2 separate regions of the Anas platyrhynchos genome follow, and region 1 is linked to region 2. A link is a contact called in public Hi-C data. All regions are on one chromosome and are shown on one strand. The core of a region is the stretch at or near the end of the contact, and the rest is flanking DNA. Distances in the headings are between cores, read along the strand shown. Region 1 overlaps GBF1 (golgi brefeldin A resistant guanine nucleotide exchange factor 1). Region 2 holds the start of PITX3 (paired like homeodomain 3).

Region 1 (7,276 bases), core at 2,961-5,460, 55 kb after region 2:
GAAAAAGGGATCTACATTTCCTCCCGTAAAAGTTAGGGGTTTTTAGTAGAGTTCCTTAACACAGACACCCCAAAAGTGAGTGGCCAAATAGTGCCAAGTTGTTTCTAGACATGACACCAGCACGTCCCTGTTAATTTCCCTGGTACTTCACAGACTGCACTCTGAGCTACTGGTTCTCTGTGTGGTGAATCATAAAAGTGATTTTCAACTTATGTCATACAGAGCTTGTTGAATTTCCCTAACTTATACATGGACTTGAGAAATAGTTTCCTTCACCAAGTCATAGCTAACTTTTGGTTTGAGGGGGAAAAGGGGGATGATAGGATTGGTAGGAGCTGAGAACTCCAAGCATCTTCCCTTCCACATGAGGAGCTGTAGCAGAGACGAAGTGACTTGCCTGAAGGTGTGGAGGGGAGGTGAGCAGCAGCCTGAGAGCAGGACTGCTTTACCTCCCTGCGACCAACAACCTTGCTACCATCTAATGCTCCTTATTAGCACGTGTGCTTATGTCCTGTCGGAGCAAATTCTATCAGGTCTAGGCTTAAAAATCTAAAGGAAATTATTCTGTTTCTGCTTTTTAACCAGCTCTTGGGAACAGACACTGTTGAAATATAATGACTGTCCCGAAGGTCACGGCAGCAGAAATGCTTGGGGTGAGGGTTAAAGCAGAGCAGTGTCCGCTGACCCGTTCTGTGTGTGGTGTGTTTCACTTGGAGAGCCGGGCTGCTTTGTGCCCCAAGGGCAGGAGAGAAGGACTGAAGAAGCCTGTGCAGGTGTGTGAATGGGAGGTGGCTTGCACAGTTGTATTCATGTGTGTGAATTCAAGTTCTGCGGTGTGCCATCATTTTTAGATCACGTGCTGGACAACATGTAGTCAGTGACCGATGGTCTTCAGAAAGGTAGGACAGGATCACTCAGCTGAGCTTCTGAAGCACTCTAGTGCTTTCTTCTGTCATGGGTGTATAGTATATCAAAAATACCGGGGGTAGTCTGGAATAGATTTATTGGGCAATTTTGTAGATGGGACCAGTGTTCTCTTTCGAAGGTAGTGCTAGCGGTAGTGCTAGTGGCCTGTGTACCACAGTTACTCCTGTTCCTTAAAGAAGCCTGCTGCTCAGTGTACCGGTTATTTGTTATCTCTTACCTTAGTACCACAAAGCAGCTGTTGCACTGAGGAGCAGGACGATGAGGTTGTTTATGTCAGGCCATGTACCTGAGTCTTTATTTGGTGTTTGGAACTTTCCCAGGGGAGAGATGAGCTGTCAGTGTGGACTCTCTCTGGCCTGAGAAACTCTCAAGCTAAACTGGGAACATGAACAGAAAAAAATTGTCCCAGATTGCAACTGATCAGTGGCAAAGGTGCTGCAGTGGGAGCTTTGACTCAGTCTGATGTTTCAGAGTCATATCATGTTGCCTCATGGAAATGGTTGCATTCGTAGGCTACATGTATTTGTGTGTGTTCTGAAACAGTAGCATAGGTAGGATTTTAGTGTTGCTTAGGCCTCTGATGGAAATCACATCAAAATGTTGGGTAAGTTTGTTCTTTCATCAGTAATAGCAGAACAAAATCAACTGTATTTAACTTTACAGGTTAAAATGTTAACCCTCACCAACAAAGATCATCTCTTGCCTGGAAAAGAGCTGGTTCAGGCTGAACCCTGAAAAACACCAAAGTCCTGCTACTTGAAAGGGGTACATTTGGAAACTTTGCCTTTTGGGGATGATGTGGTGACCCTAGCAATTAATGTGCTTTGTTATTGCAGGCAAAGTTACTGTCTTTGGGTAAGGGAAAATAAAATGATTAGGCTCCAGCTGGTATAAAGTGTGACTGCTTGTGTATTCCTCTGTCCAAGCTGCAACAAGGGCATCGTACCTTTTATGAATGTGTGGCATCCCTTCATTTCTTCACAAAGGTTTTGAGGTCATTTTGGTTTCTTGCAGATGTTTTTTTGAATTGTTTTACAGCTGTCTTCTGATACCTGATTGCAGGATGTGGGAAAAATCCTGTTAGATGGGGTTGGGGACAGATGCAATCTTGTGTCTATAATTAAGATACATCCTAGCTGGTGGGGACTGATACTGAGTTGTATTCACGGATCTCTTCAGTTTCAAAAACTGTAAATAAAAGAAGCAAAGGGCCAAGATTTAACACTCATGTTTTGTGTATCAGCACCTTGTATTAGTAGGTCAGTCTAGCATACAGCAATATGGATAAATTCATTTATCCAAGGTCCGTTCTCAAGGACGTAATGCTCACCTGTTTTCATCGTTACAGGAATTGAGCTGTGTTTTAGTAGTGGCAAAACCGATTTTTACTTTTGTGTGCATACCCGCACTGCTTGCTTCATTGTTGCTGCAGGAAGAGAAAAAAAAGTTGCTTCATGTTTTTATTGTTAAGATGTCTTAGGGCAACAGCAGGATTGGCTGCTGCCAGGCCATTTTTTTCCCTTTTCCCTCTGTTCTGTAGTGTCCCTTTTCCATCTCTGTAGGATTGCAACTAATACTCCCAAGATCTGGCAGCCTGCTCCCCTGAGGCTTCTGTTTTGCATTTCTGGTAACTCAGGGTATTGGTACTTGAGCTCTGGGCATCTGTGTTTTACCATTAGCACTTGTAAATTTTACTTTCTGGCAATATTGGGTTGTAGCACAATGACTCTGAGATTGGTTCAGGTCAAACAGAAGAATTTGTGTAAATCATAACAGCGGGGCACAATAACCTTGGAGAGGTTTTTCTTATTAAAACATTCTCTTTCCTCTTGGGCCATCAGACCTTTCTTCATTTCGCTCCTTTGGATGTTGTCTGTCTCACTGATACTTTTTAGGTTCTCTGGCAACACATGAAATGTCTTAGCTTTTTTGGAATTTGTTCTTTGATTTCCTTTTAATTTTTCCCCTTGTCACTCATTGGCTTCCCTGGAGGAAGAGGTAAGCAGAACAGGGTAACGTCCAGACAGCTAATTGATGATAACACTGCAATTCCTTTTTCCAGCCTTCCAGAAATAGCGAAGCTTTCCTTTGCACAACAGGGTGAATTTGCAATGAGAAAGCTATTCATAGCGTGGTAGACACACAAGGCTGTGGAGAATTACTGTGCTTTAAAATACCGGGGAAGAAAGTTTTAATTTCTCCTGGGCTTTTAAATTGCCTGCTTAGTTTGGGCCTGGTACCGTGCGAGACGTGTAAAATAATATGGCGGGGCAAGAACAGCGCCTGAGCAGGGTGCTGCCGAGTGTCACAACCTAATTGCTCTTCCTTCGACATGTGCCAATTTCTTTTAGAGAGGAAAAAGAGTGCTTAAACTTGACACACATCAAAGTTGTGCTGTCAGGAAGATGGACGGATCAGTCCATCCTCTGGACTTGGCTGTGCGCGATGCAATTCCCCGTAGGTTTCATTTAGCCTGGTCGGCCTTGTTAGAGTGGCCGTGCTGCCTGTCTCGTATTAGGAGGGAACCTTGGGAAACCTGGCCCTAATTCACAACGGCAGCAAGATCAATAACTATCAGTGTTTGGTCAAGGGCAGATGAGTTTGTCATGGGATGACTGCTTTTTGCTTTGCTTTAGTTTGATTTAGTAATTTCATTTAGTCGAGTGTCTCTGCGTTTGAGGACTGCCCGTGGGTGCTGAAGCTCAGAGCGGGTGCAGGTTTATCACGAGAAGTGGTTTGTGTCGTGCATGTGTTGATTTTTTGTAAGAAATCTTTTGAAGCAATTTCAGCCGGTTCTAAACAGACATGAAAGGTGAAGATCACCTGCATTTCGCTGATGTACCTTTGTCAGGATATGCAGATGTTTCATTACAGATTTTTTTAAAGTTCCGTTTATAACACAATACTTCTTTTTCCCCCAGTGCAGTAATGGGAGCTGCATACTTACTGATGAATACTGGCTGTTCTTCGGAAGGAGTAGGAAGTTCTTGGTCTGGGATTTACCCAAGCAGCTGCTGGGAAGCTGCTGTGGGCTAGGTTTGGTAACTTTGATCCTAGAGCAGTAGTAAAGATGGTTGTTTCCTATGCGGGAAGACAGTGTACCTTATGCAGTGCAGTGAACTTTTATGAATCCTTGACTGCTATTTATCAATAGAAGAATGATTTGCTTATTCTCATGCTTTTTTTTTTAAAAAAAAAAAGATAAACAGTGGTGTAGTCTTAAGAAAACAAACCTTGAATTTGGTATTTTGTGCTGTATTTCATTCCAAAATATTTGAGCGAGGTGCAAGTCCATAAACACAGTTGTTTTCCATGTCAGCAGTGTGGAAGGACACCAGATACCAGCAACAACTTAAGTGAATGATAAATAAATGGGCAGTGCTGATTTTCTACATCTTTGCTGATCCTACCAAATTGTGGAGGAATGTTTTTCTTGCATCCACACTTGTATTGTCTTGTTTCTTTTAGCTGCAGTGTAATCTGCTTGTAAAAATAGCTTCCCTTCAAACCGGCTGCCAGGACACCGAAGTACACAGACCCAGAGGTGAAGCTGGAAGAGTGTGTAGGTGTTGGTGATTTCCAGCTGTAGTGCTGTTCTCCCACAGGGAAAGCTTTCCCTTCAGGGGGAGAACTTGGCATGCAACTGACACTGCCTTCAGTTACCAGTTGAAGAGCTTTGCTGCGTACCTGCAACCAGAGCTATGCTGAGCCTCGTAAAAGAAATGAGGAACTTTGTGTAGGGATTAGTATATTTTTCAGATCCCAAAAGCTGTTATAAGCACTGGGGTGTTCCTTCACAGAGATCTGGTGAGTTGTTGGTGCTGCAGTACTGTCTTCTACCAAAAACGTTACACGGAAAACTGCTGCAATGAGTGTAAGTCCTTTAAAAAAAAATACTGGTTTTGTTGCTTCTTGGCCTTCTCATTCGACTGCTATGAGAGTTTTCTTTTGTTTAAAAAGAAAAGAAAAAGTTAAACTTCCAGCTACCTGTGAAATTAATTGAGATTTAGCTTACTGAAAGGCTTTTTCCTTAGAGGTTTATGTGAAACTTGATTTTTCTTCTCTGAAAGTTGTTTAGGGCTTTGTATTGAATAACTTTCACCTATGGGAGAAAACCCTTTAGAAATGTATAGGATCTCACATCAGTTTTTGTAGAGCTATTGAAGCATTCAGTTTACTGGAGTGCCTTTACAATAGGCCCTATGAATTTAGAGCTTGCATCTGTCTTTGAAAAAAAGACAAAAGTCGTGGTGTGTTCCAGAACCTTTCAGAGGGTCAGCTCAGTGGTGTCCGCTCGTCTCCTTTCCCAGAGAGCAGTCAGTCTCTCTACAGATGAGATCAAAGTTTAAGTACTTCTGAATTTGTATATGTGGCTTTACAAACTATGTGTTTAATCTTTCTCTGGAATGTGCTCGTGTAATCAGGTGTTTCTCTAGCACTTATCTTCTGCTATGATGGAGGAGGAAAAGTTTCTGAAAAACAAGTGTGGATGAGCATTGAAATCCCACTAAGGTAGGTGGGCTCTAAACAGCCTTAGGGAGACCAATATGGGAACAATAGGTTTGCACTATATAGTACAGGATAATTGATTTGTTTGCTTTCATCAGAATAATCATTGTTCTTCCAGAGGTATTCAGGTCACAGACTGAACCATTCTAAGATTTGTAGCAAGGCCTTCTCCCAGTGACCTTCAGCCTCACGATGCCAAATTACCCCTCAGTTCATGCCTCTAATATGTATCAACTACAGCTCTGAAAAAAGTTTGTCAAGTACAATTATTCTAATCTCTGCAATCTCTTCAGTGCTAGGAAATGAGAGCAGAATTAAATAAATTCTTCCAACTTTAACTTTTGAAATAAACTGCTACTCCAACAACTTAATTTCTGCGCTCAGCAATCTGACTGCTGATAAAAACTCAAGAAAACTGAACAGTTGTGTTGGGCTCAGAATTCATCCCAAATCTTTTTTTTCTTCTGTACTTTAAGTCTATCTGGATACAAATCACAAAAGCTTGTGCTTTGTGATGCTTCCTGTTGATGGCATTTGTTTTCCTTGTGAATGAAGTGAGCATCTTCTACTTCTCATAATATCACTGAAGCGTGTCTCCCTCTGGAGTAGAACACAACGGCTGGGTGAAAAGCACTTGAAATAACAGCAGAGACACAGCTGGAATTTTCAGTGTAATTTTGGCTGAGGATACTACAGCAAGTACCTGCTTATGGAAAAAAAAATGTCCAGGGATTTTTAATGGGCAGTCAGAACAGCTGAATTTGAAGCGTGGCATCAGATGAAAACCCTGATAACTAATGGCTAATGCTGGTGGGACTGTCAGTGCTCCCGCTTTGCTGGTAGATGTAAATAATTCCTATAGGAGACAACATTTCAGTTGAATTTATGCCACCCTGACCAGAGGCTATCAAGACTGCCAAATGCTCAGTATGCATTCTGTCATCCTTCCCCCAAATAAAATCTCAATTCTGAGGGGCTCTTGAGATCTTGGCACTATGGAACAATCATTTGTTAAAGTCATGTTTAATGAAAGGGAGATAAACACATGAAGCTGGAGTGTGACAAATGAAAGCATTTGTGCCATTGTAATGAAATTAGGCAAACAGAACAGACTTGACAGCTCTGGGTTCCCCCTGTCAAACTGCATTTGTAATCCTAGCCTTGCATTCATGTGTGCCTGTGAATGGCACTGTTTCCCTCTTGGTATGGTGGGCCTGGGCCCCTGAGTGACCATTTTAATTCACAGAGAATTAGGTTTGAAGAGTGTATTTTACAGGCACACTGAAAAGGATTGTAATTTATTCTCACTGCTGTTCCATTGGGTTGAATATCCTTAATTTTGGATCTATATTTACGTCTGTCATAAATAAAATTTTTGGTAGCGCTTACTGTGGTGAAGAATTGATTTCAGAGATGCACAACGCTTGTTTCCACACACCCCCATGGTGAGCTTGTGTGCTGCTGTGCACAATCCCCTCAGTCTTTTAAAATAGACTGTAATATTTCTATGGTCTGGAAATGAGGATGTAAGCTCCCAGCCCCTCGGCTTCTCCTGAGCTGTCAGCCTGGGCAGGCGTCGAATGCAGTTATCTCCTGCACTCGGAGCTTCATGGGGACGTTACGGTGAGGACCTGTAGGAAATGCCAGGTGGCTGCTCCTTCTGATGACCCCTTCTGATGCACTGAGCGTGGTAGACTTGGTCATCGTTAGGTTCAGGAAGCGGGGCTATAGATTTCTCAGACTGTATTAGCTACTAGGTCAGGTTGTGTAAGTAGCGACCCGTTCTTCTCTCAGATGAGAAATTCTTCAGAAAAATGCTTCATCCTAATCTAAATGCCGC
Region 2 (7,618 bases), core at 1,245-3,744:
GGAGGCAGAGGGCAAGCTGATGGTAGCCCAGCACCGTGCTCCCCGTGCCCCCTGCCAAAAGCCAGGTCCCAGGCCTGGCTCAGCTCGGTGTCCTCGGACCCCAGCATCCCGTGACAAGTGGGGACCTCCCCCCTGCAGCCAGGCCCTGAGCAAACAGCAAGGTCCCATGCTCAAATGGCCAGATAACCGCCGAGCCCGTGCAGAGATGCTGCAGCCTCCTGCTCCCGACCCTGCAGCCTCATCCCGCTGCCTTCCCGAAGCGGGGCGCATGGTGTGAGGCCACCAGCGATCCCCACGGGGGACTTCATTCCCAGCCCAGGACCTCCCCTGTCCCCAGAGCCAGGGCACATGTGCCAGGTCACGAGACAGAACTCATGTCCCCGGCTCATCTCATCTTCCTTTTGGAGCTGTCTCCTAGATCGGGTTTCTGGCTTTTTCTTTTTGGCAGTCTCCAAAGTCAGCCTCACCTCTCAATCTCGGGGTTTTGGGTAGCATCTGACGATAGAAAAGATGCCGCTCTTTTTGCCGACTCCCCACAGGGTACACAAACCAACACTTGGCAATTCAGTGGAAGTTTTTAGCTCTAATAATTGCCTGAATTAAGCCCTTTGAGAAATGCAACACTTTTAAACCAGTGCAGGAGCGCTCAGTTACCGGGACGTAGGTGGGTTTCATGGGGAGAGCCCAGCCTGCAGGTCTTGTGCAATCCCAGTAACACGAGGAAAAACACTGCCCTTGCCCACAGCCCCCTCCGGGACACCAGGGACAGCCATCTCCTGCGAGGGCTCTCGATAGGGAGCACCGGGCATGCTGCGGCCATTTGCTAACGAAAACCAAACCCTGCCCCGTTTCTGCAAACATTTGTGGAGCCTGAGAGCAGCTCCCGTGCCCTGCTGGTCCCTCTGGAGCCAGCAGGCAGCTCTTTGTCCCTCACAGCAAGGCATGACCGACGCCTGAGCAAACACCCATCCCTCCGGCTCACCGGCACGCCACGGGAGCGGGGGGCTCGGGGAGACCCCGGTGCCATCGCCAAAAACGCCGTCCTTTTTCCTCCTTTGGAAGCTGGGACAGGAACACGGGGCACGCTCCCGAGAGCCCCCTTCCTAAACTGCTGCGTTCAGCATCCCTCCAACTGGCGGAGGGCACGAAGCCACCCCAGCCGGGCACCCCGCAGGGCACAGAGCGGGACCCCCCGATCCGGCTGGGGAACACCGAGGTGGGCGCATCCCCGGGGCGCTGCGGCCGGGGGCTCGCTCCCGCACCCCCACAGCCTCCCCCGCCGAGCCGAGCCGGCTGGGAGCGGAGTGCGGAGCCGGGGGGGGGGGGCCGCCCGTCCCAGCCCGTCCCGCTCAGCTGTCCGGGGGCTCCGGGCCGACAGGTGTGCCCCCCTCGGCGGCACCGGCCCGGGGCCCCGCCGCCCCCCCGAGCCGGCTCCAGCAGCTGCAGCGCAGCCCCCCCGGCTCTCCCCCCGCCGCCCAGAGAGCTCCGGGGCGCCGCTCCGCTGCCTGCCCGCGGCCGGAGCCCGACAGCCGGCTCTGCCCGGAGCCTCCCCCCGGGGGCCGGCCGGCTCTCTCGCTCCCGGTCGGGACCCCCGGCGGCGACGGCCCCCGGGAGCCCCCGGCAGCCCGGGGCAGGTTCGCCCCGTCGGCGGGGGCCGGGCTCGCCCTCTCCCCGGAGCTGCAGGGAGGTCGGCCGCGCTGTAAACAGGCGGCAGCCCGTTACATAAATATCATTTATCCAGCTGTCCAGAAGCCGTCGGGCCGCCTTCCTTTTCCCAGGCGGTGTCTCCCCGCTCCCCCGGACCCTGCAGACAGCCGATCCGGCAGCCCGTTATTTACGGCGAGCCCCGGCTAATTTAAACAGCCCCTGCCCCGCTCTCCCGAGTGGAAAATGCCTAAGTTTAGCAACCGCCAGGCGCTCCGGGAGGGGCCCGCGGCGGCCCCGAGGGGGCGGCCGGGGCTGCGGCGCTCCGGCGGCGGGCGGCCCGGGGAGCAGCTCCACCGCGCACGGAGCCCGGGGCCGCTGCCGGAGCTCGGGGCAGCTCCCGGTGCGCCCGCCGCCCCCGGGGGTGCCGGGATGGGGTTGCCGAGCCCGCGGAGCCGGGCGGAGCGCCCCGAGCCGCCCCGCCGGGGATGCTCTGGCTCCGCCGCCGGTTTCGGCGGGGAGCGGGGGGAGGAAGCGGGGCCGGGAGGGGCACTTACGGCGGCTCCAGGCGCGGGCTCGGCTGCTGGGCGGCCTCAGTCCTGCGAGCGGGGCGAAGCTGCTGCCCCCCGCCCCGCCGCCCGGGCTGCTCCGCCGCCGTCGGCGAGTAAATCCCGGGGCTGGGCGGGCACTCGGCGCCTCGCTGCCGGCCCGCGGCTCACGGGGAGGGCGCCGGCCGACTGCCTGCCATTCACCCCGGCCATTCACTTTATGGCGGCCGGCCGGCGCCCCCCGCCAGCTGCACCGGGCGCCCCGCTCCCGCCCGCCCCATTCCAGCTGCGCGACCGCCGCCGCCCGCCCCGTCCAGCGCCGCCCGCCCCGCCCCCGCCCCGCGCCCCGCCCTCCAGCCCGGCGCGACCAATCGCAGCGCGCCTCATTTGCATCCCGCCGCGCCCCGGCTCGCGGATTGGCTGAGGCGCGCGGCGGGCCTCGCCCGGCCCGCGTTGGCCACGCCCCGTCCCGGCAGCGCGGGTGCTGCCGCCGTCGGCGCCGCGCCAGGGCCGGGGGAGCGGCGGCGCCGTCGGGGGCACGGGCACGGCACCGGCACCGGCACCGGGCGCTGCTCCGGGCCGTGCCCTGCCCGCTCCGCTCCGCAGCTCGCCGGCCCCGTGCCTCCCGTCCGCCCCACCGCCGGGCACCGACGGCTCCGGCCCCGAGGTGTCCGCCCCGGGATCTCCGCCCCGCCGTCGGGGCTGAGGCTCGGGGCAGGCGGCTCCTCTCCCTGCCGGGATCCTGCAGGAGCTGGAGCGGGCTCGGCCCCGCCGTCGGGCCCCGGGGTTTCCTCGGGGTCATTTCCCTGGCAGCGTGCCGCCGGTTTATGGTGCCAAAGGTCCCCGCGGGCTCTCCCCCCGACGTGTTCTGGAGCTTAGGGGATGTTAACCCCGGTGATTTACGAGCTGTATGGATGTGATGTATGGAGGGCAAGCGCGGGCAAAGCGGCACAGGATATCAGGAGGGGTTAAGCAGACACGGGCGTTACAAATTATGGTTCAGAACCACACACAAACACGTTAATTCAGTAGAAGTGTGGAGAGTTTGAGAAGAGCTGGCAATGCTGACATGCTCGTGAGAAATTACCGTGTTTTTATAAGGGTGGCACTCTGAGGTTTGTGTCTGCCCTGCTGCTTTTGGCCTGCCAGAAGTGACAGCAAACGAGAGCACAGCTTTTCCCATCCCCGACTTTAACCCATCCCGGCACAGGCTCCTCTCCATCAGGAGAAGCAGGCGCAGCACGGCAGCATTAGCACTTTCCCGGGACAGTCCATCCCTATCACCACGTGCCTCAGGGAAGCTGAAAACCCAGCTCCCGGGCTGCGGCAATGGAGGGTGGTGCTTTGAACTGCCTGCCTTCCCCTCCAGACCTTTCCCCGTGCGTAGCCTGCAGCAAATACAATTAGTGCTTATGCTTTAAAGTAGTAATGAAGCAAAGGTATTTTTAGCTATTTCCTTCAGGCAACTGGAAATAAGAAGCGGCACCATGTCACAAGCTTGCTCCCAGTGAAGTGCAGCACGAAGACTGCTGGATTAGAGGATCTGGGGAGCTGAAGTGGGAGGCTTTCACTAGGACAACCTCCTTGCAACCGCCCTGTTGCATGAATGGTCTCTTTGGGAGGGAGGGCTCTAGCATTTGCTGTTGAAATGTAGTAGCAGCCCTTGTGCTTGGTGCCAAGACTTAGCGGTAGTTCATCTTGTCTTGCCAGCTGGAGGATTCGCTGCTGCAGAAGAGACCAAGAACTTCACCTGGGTTCAGGAGACAGATGTTACTACTTTGTGTTAATTAGAAAATAGAAGGAGGAAAAAAAAAAAAAAAGCAAAAGCAAACAAAACCCAGAGCAAACCTGACTCACATCTTGGCAGAGAGATGGGATGTGCAAAAGGAGGGAATTACTCAGCACATTAGACATACTCTACTTTTTACCAGCCAGGAGGAGTTTGTTCTCTAAGAAAACTCCGTCTCTGCCACAGCCAAATTCAGCCATTCTGCTGCACCTGGAGGGTGGTGGAGTTGTTGATTGTTGACTGTGGTTTCCACCTTTGTGTCTTAACTAATCTTTTAGCCACGCTGGTGCCATGCCCTCAGATGCTTTGAAGATCAGGAGTGAGACTTGAATATGGCTTTGCCTCCTGGGATAGGTGGCACGGGGAGCGGAGGGTGGGTTTGATGCGTTCGTGGTGGCCAGGGCTCCCACTGCTGCATGCTCTTCTAGCTGCTATTTGCCAGTGTTGTGGGCTTCGTGCCCAGGTGTATCACATAGCCGTAGCCTAGCCAAGAGGTGACGAAGATAGGACTGACTGAGGTCAGGCTGCTCCTGCCAAAAAGGCATGGCTTCTCGTGGCCAAGCAGAGACAATGGGAAATGTTACATCGGGATGTTTGTCTGCAGAGCTTCACGTCACGGGGAAATGCAGGAGCACTCCTGAGACATGGGGAAGGTAGAACAGCCGGGAGGATGTTTCAGCCCAATGGGACTGCTCTGCAGCTTCAGTGTTGTGCTCTGCAGAGTTTCCAGAGAAGGATTTCAGTATTCTCAAGTCTCTCAGTTTAGCTCTGTTGCTTCAGTTGTAGGTCCTGGCCTGAGTGCAGATTGCACCAGATGCAGAACATCAGTTTCCATTTGGAGAGACTTCAGCTGGCTGTGGGCTAGCCTCTACCTGAGCTTGCTCTGGAAAGGAGCAGCTGCTGAGAACAACTGCGTTCAGTGTTTAATGGCTTTTTCTTTTTTTTTTTTTTTTCTTTTTTGGATTCTCAGCTCTGGGGAGAGTAACTGCAAGTAGTTCCTAGCCATGACAACTGCTTCTACCTTCTGAGCCAAATCCCTCTCTTTGCCTTTTTTCTGGAGACCTCACTGAGCCTTAGAGAAATAGCAAAAGCCTCCATGAGAAGGGGGTGGAAGTTCAACCTCTCCCAGACTATTTAACCTGGTGGAAAATTCCCGTGTTGCGTGTGCCTGCGTGTCTGAAATCTGGCCTCTGTGGATGACCGCAAACTGGCAGGAGCTGAGCAAGAGTAATGGACCGTGCAAAGCCGGTCCCGTCCATCAGTGCAGATTGCAGAGGCTGAGGTGGTTGGCAGCACGGATTTGTTATATTCTCATCAAAGCTTGTGGGGAGCACGCTATTGCGCTGGCAATCTGGTCCCGAACGAAGACTGCCATGAGCAGTTGGAGTGCCCCATGGAAACTGCTCTGTGCAACCAGCTGGCTGCTCGTGTGCCTCCCGTGGAAGGAGGTGAACTGGAGAAGCAGCTGGGCAAGGGCTGCGTGGAGGATTGTCGCTGTTTGCGGCCCCTCCTTATGCTCCTTGTGGGCTGAGGAGAAACATTCAAAACAAAAACTCAGCGGAAAGGCTGCATCTTTGTAGCGAGCGTAAAGCCCAGCTTTCCTGATCACACAGCGTGAACCTGGGGGATTTGCCCAGATTGCGCTGCTCTGATCCTGGGTTTCGCTGTCCTGTGCTGTGTGTAAGGCTCCAATTTGCTCACATGTGGTATGCACACAGCTGTGCACGCCTGTGCTGCCGGATCAGGCAATCCAGGACCCCAAAGTTCCCCATTGCTGCCGGACCGGGCTGTCAGTGCGGCACTACAGCATCTGCAGGGTTTTCTGTCAGGCCAGGGGGTGCCTGATGGCTGAATAACGCAGCGCACAGTGCGTGAGGGTGAACTTGCTTCTCCCCAGACAGCATGGGGCCGCGCTGTATTGTTTTCCTCTCCAGACAATGCAGTGCTGGATGGCGAGTAAAAATGCAAAGCACATTGCAATGTTTGCTCTTTATTAATGCACTAAGATGCATTCGGGTGAAGCAGAAGGCTGCGGGCTGGCTGGGTTTCAAGCCCTGTGACAGGAGCTGCCACGACAGGGGAGCAGGGTGGGCAGAGGGCAAACCACCACCAGCTCGGGGAGCCCCCAGATGGCTGCAGGTACCGGGGGGCTGCCGGTGCTGCTGCGGCAGGGCAGAAGGGAAGGAGCCAGCAGCCTCCTTGTTGCGCCAGCTGCTTAGGTGGTGGCTTTTTTCTCTGCGGGTGAGGGTTGTGGTGGGTGCTTGAGCACTTATGTTTTAGGGCAGGGACCAGTTTTGTGTTTTAGGACACTGACCAGTTTTAGGGCAGGGACCAGTTTTTTTGCTTTTATGTTTTAGGGCAGGGACAAGTTTCATGTTTTAGGACAGGGACCAGTTTTAGGACAGGGACCAGGTTTTTTTTGTTTTTATGTTTTAGGACAGAGACCAGTTTAGGGCAAGGACCAGTTTCATGTTTTAGGACAGTGAACACTTTTATGTTTTAGGACTGTGCCCAGTTTCGTGTTTTAGGGCAGTGACCAGTTACTTTTGTGTTTATGTTTCAGGACACAGCCCAGCTTTGGGGCAGCCCCCCCGTGCCCGCCCTGCCCTGCCCTGCCCTGCCCTGCCCTGCCACCCCCTGAGGGCCGCTGCCCTTTGCCCCCCCCCGCCTCCCCCACAATGCTTTGCGCGGGCGGCCCTGCCTCCCGGCTCCCTCTCAACCACCCTTGCTGCTCCCCCATCGACCTAGCTCCGCCCCCTGTTTGCCGGCTCCCCCCGCGATTGGCTGAGCGCGCCGCTACTTCTACCCTCTCGCCTCTCATTGGCTCCCTCCCGCCTATCCCCGCAGGGCCCGCCCCTCTCCGCTCGCCCTCCGCGCTCCCCATTGGGCGGCGGGGCCGGCTGGGCCGCCGCGCCGCGCGCGGGTTGGCTGCGCGGGCTGCCCGTCAGCGCAGTGAGCAGGCAGCGGGTTCGGGTGCGCCCGTTTCCACGTCAGAGCGCAGCGGAGCGGGGCCGGTGGCGGCCGGGGGCCCGCAGGACGCCGCGGGCAGCAGGGGGGGGCAGGGCCGGGCCGGGCCGGGCCGGGCAGGGGGCGGGCACCGGCACCCACCCAGCCCCGGCGCCACCGATGCGCGGAGCGGCCGCCGAGGGGAGCAGGCGCCGCCATCTTGGATGCGGGGGTCAGTGCCGGGCGGCCGCCGCCTGTCGCGATAGTGTCGCGACGCCACGGCCGGGGAGGGGGGCAGGGAGGGCGCGGGGGGCTGGTGGGGCGGAGCTGAGGCGGCTCCGGGCCGGTGGGGGAGGGGGGAGGTGAGGGGGGCACGGCGACAGCAGCCCCCCGGCTCTCGGTGTCGCGACAGGCGCGACTCGCCCGCGACAGGGGCCGCAGGAAGCCGCTGTGCCCACAAGGCCTTCACGTGGGCTCTGTTCCTCCAGGCCTCAGGAGCCGGCCTTCGGGGAGCGGCTCCAGGCCCGCGGCCTGGCCGTGTCGGGGGCGGCTGTCGAGTGAACTATCGCGACAGGGGCCTCAAAGGGAGGAGGGGGCCCGGGCAGGAGCCGTCCCGTGGGCTGCGGGGCGGGGGGGGGCTGCACGCTGTGTGTGTGTCAGCATGGCAGCTCCGCGCCGTGTGTCAGTGTGA

What was found. A called contact is a pair of places that touch in the nucleus more often than the background predicts.
Region 1: a Hi-C map of small yellow follicle shows a contact between it and region 2, with 2.6 times the contacts expected there. The contact joins the enhancer-like site here to the promoter of PITX3 in region 2. A contact is called at or near these places in 3 of 8 Hi-C or Micro-C datasets (F5 follicle, skeletal muscle and small yellow follicle).

Annotation. Positions count from the first base shown.
Region 1 is chr6:20,700,306-20,707,581 of IASCAAS_PekinDuck_T2T, forward strand. The region is part of intron 3 of GBF1 (golgi brefeldin A resistant guanine nucleotide exchange factor 1); the gene reads left to right. Among named protein-coding and RNA genes, the nearest start is that of GBF1, 50 kb to the left of the region's middle. Within about 2 kb of position 4,211, at least 4 of the 8 cell types and tissues checked have an H3K27ac peak or open chromatin away from gene starts, as enhancers often do. A contact at or near this core is called in F5 follicle and small yellow follicle, where this site is marked.
Region 2 is chr6:20,647,376-20,654,993 of IASCAAS_PekinDuck_T2T, forward strand. PITX3 (paired like homeodomain 3) reads right to left here and starts at 2,495. Exons shown (of 4, transcript XM_038181179.2): 1 at 2,202-2,495. It overlaps LOC110353766 (a long non-coding RNA gene), which reads left to right and starts at 2,960. Exons shown (of 2, transcript XR_003498051.3): 1 at 2,960-4,354; 2 at 4,952-5,824. GBF1 (golgi brefeldin A resistant guanine nucleotide exchange factor 1) reads left to right here and starts at 6,951. Exons shown (of 41, transcript XM_038181162.2): 1 at 6,951-7,159. The coding sequence starts at 7,152.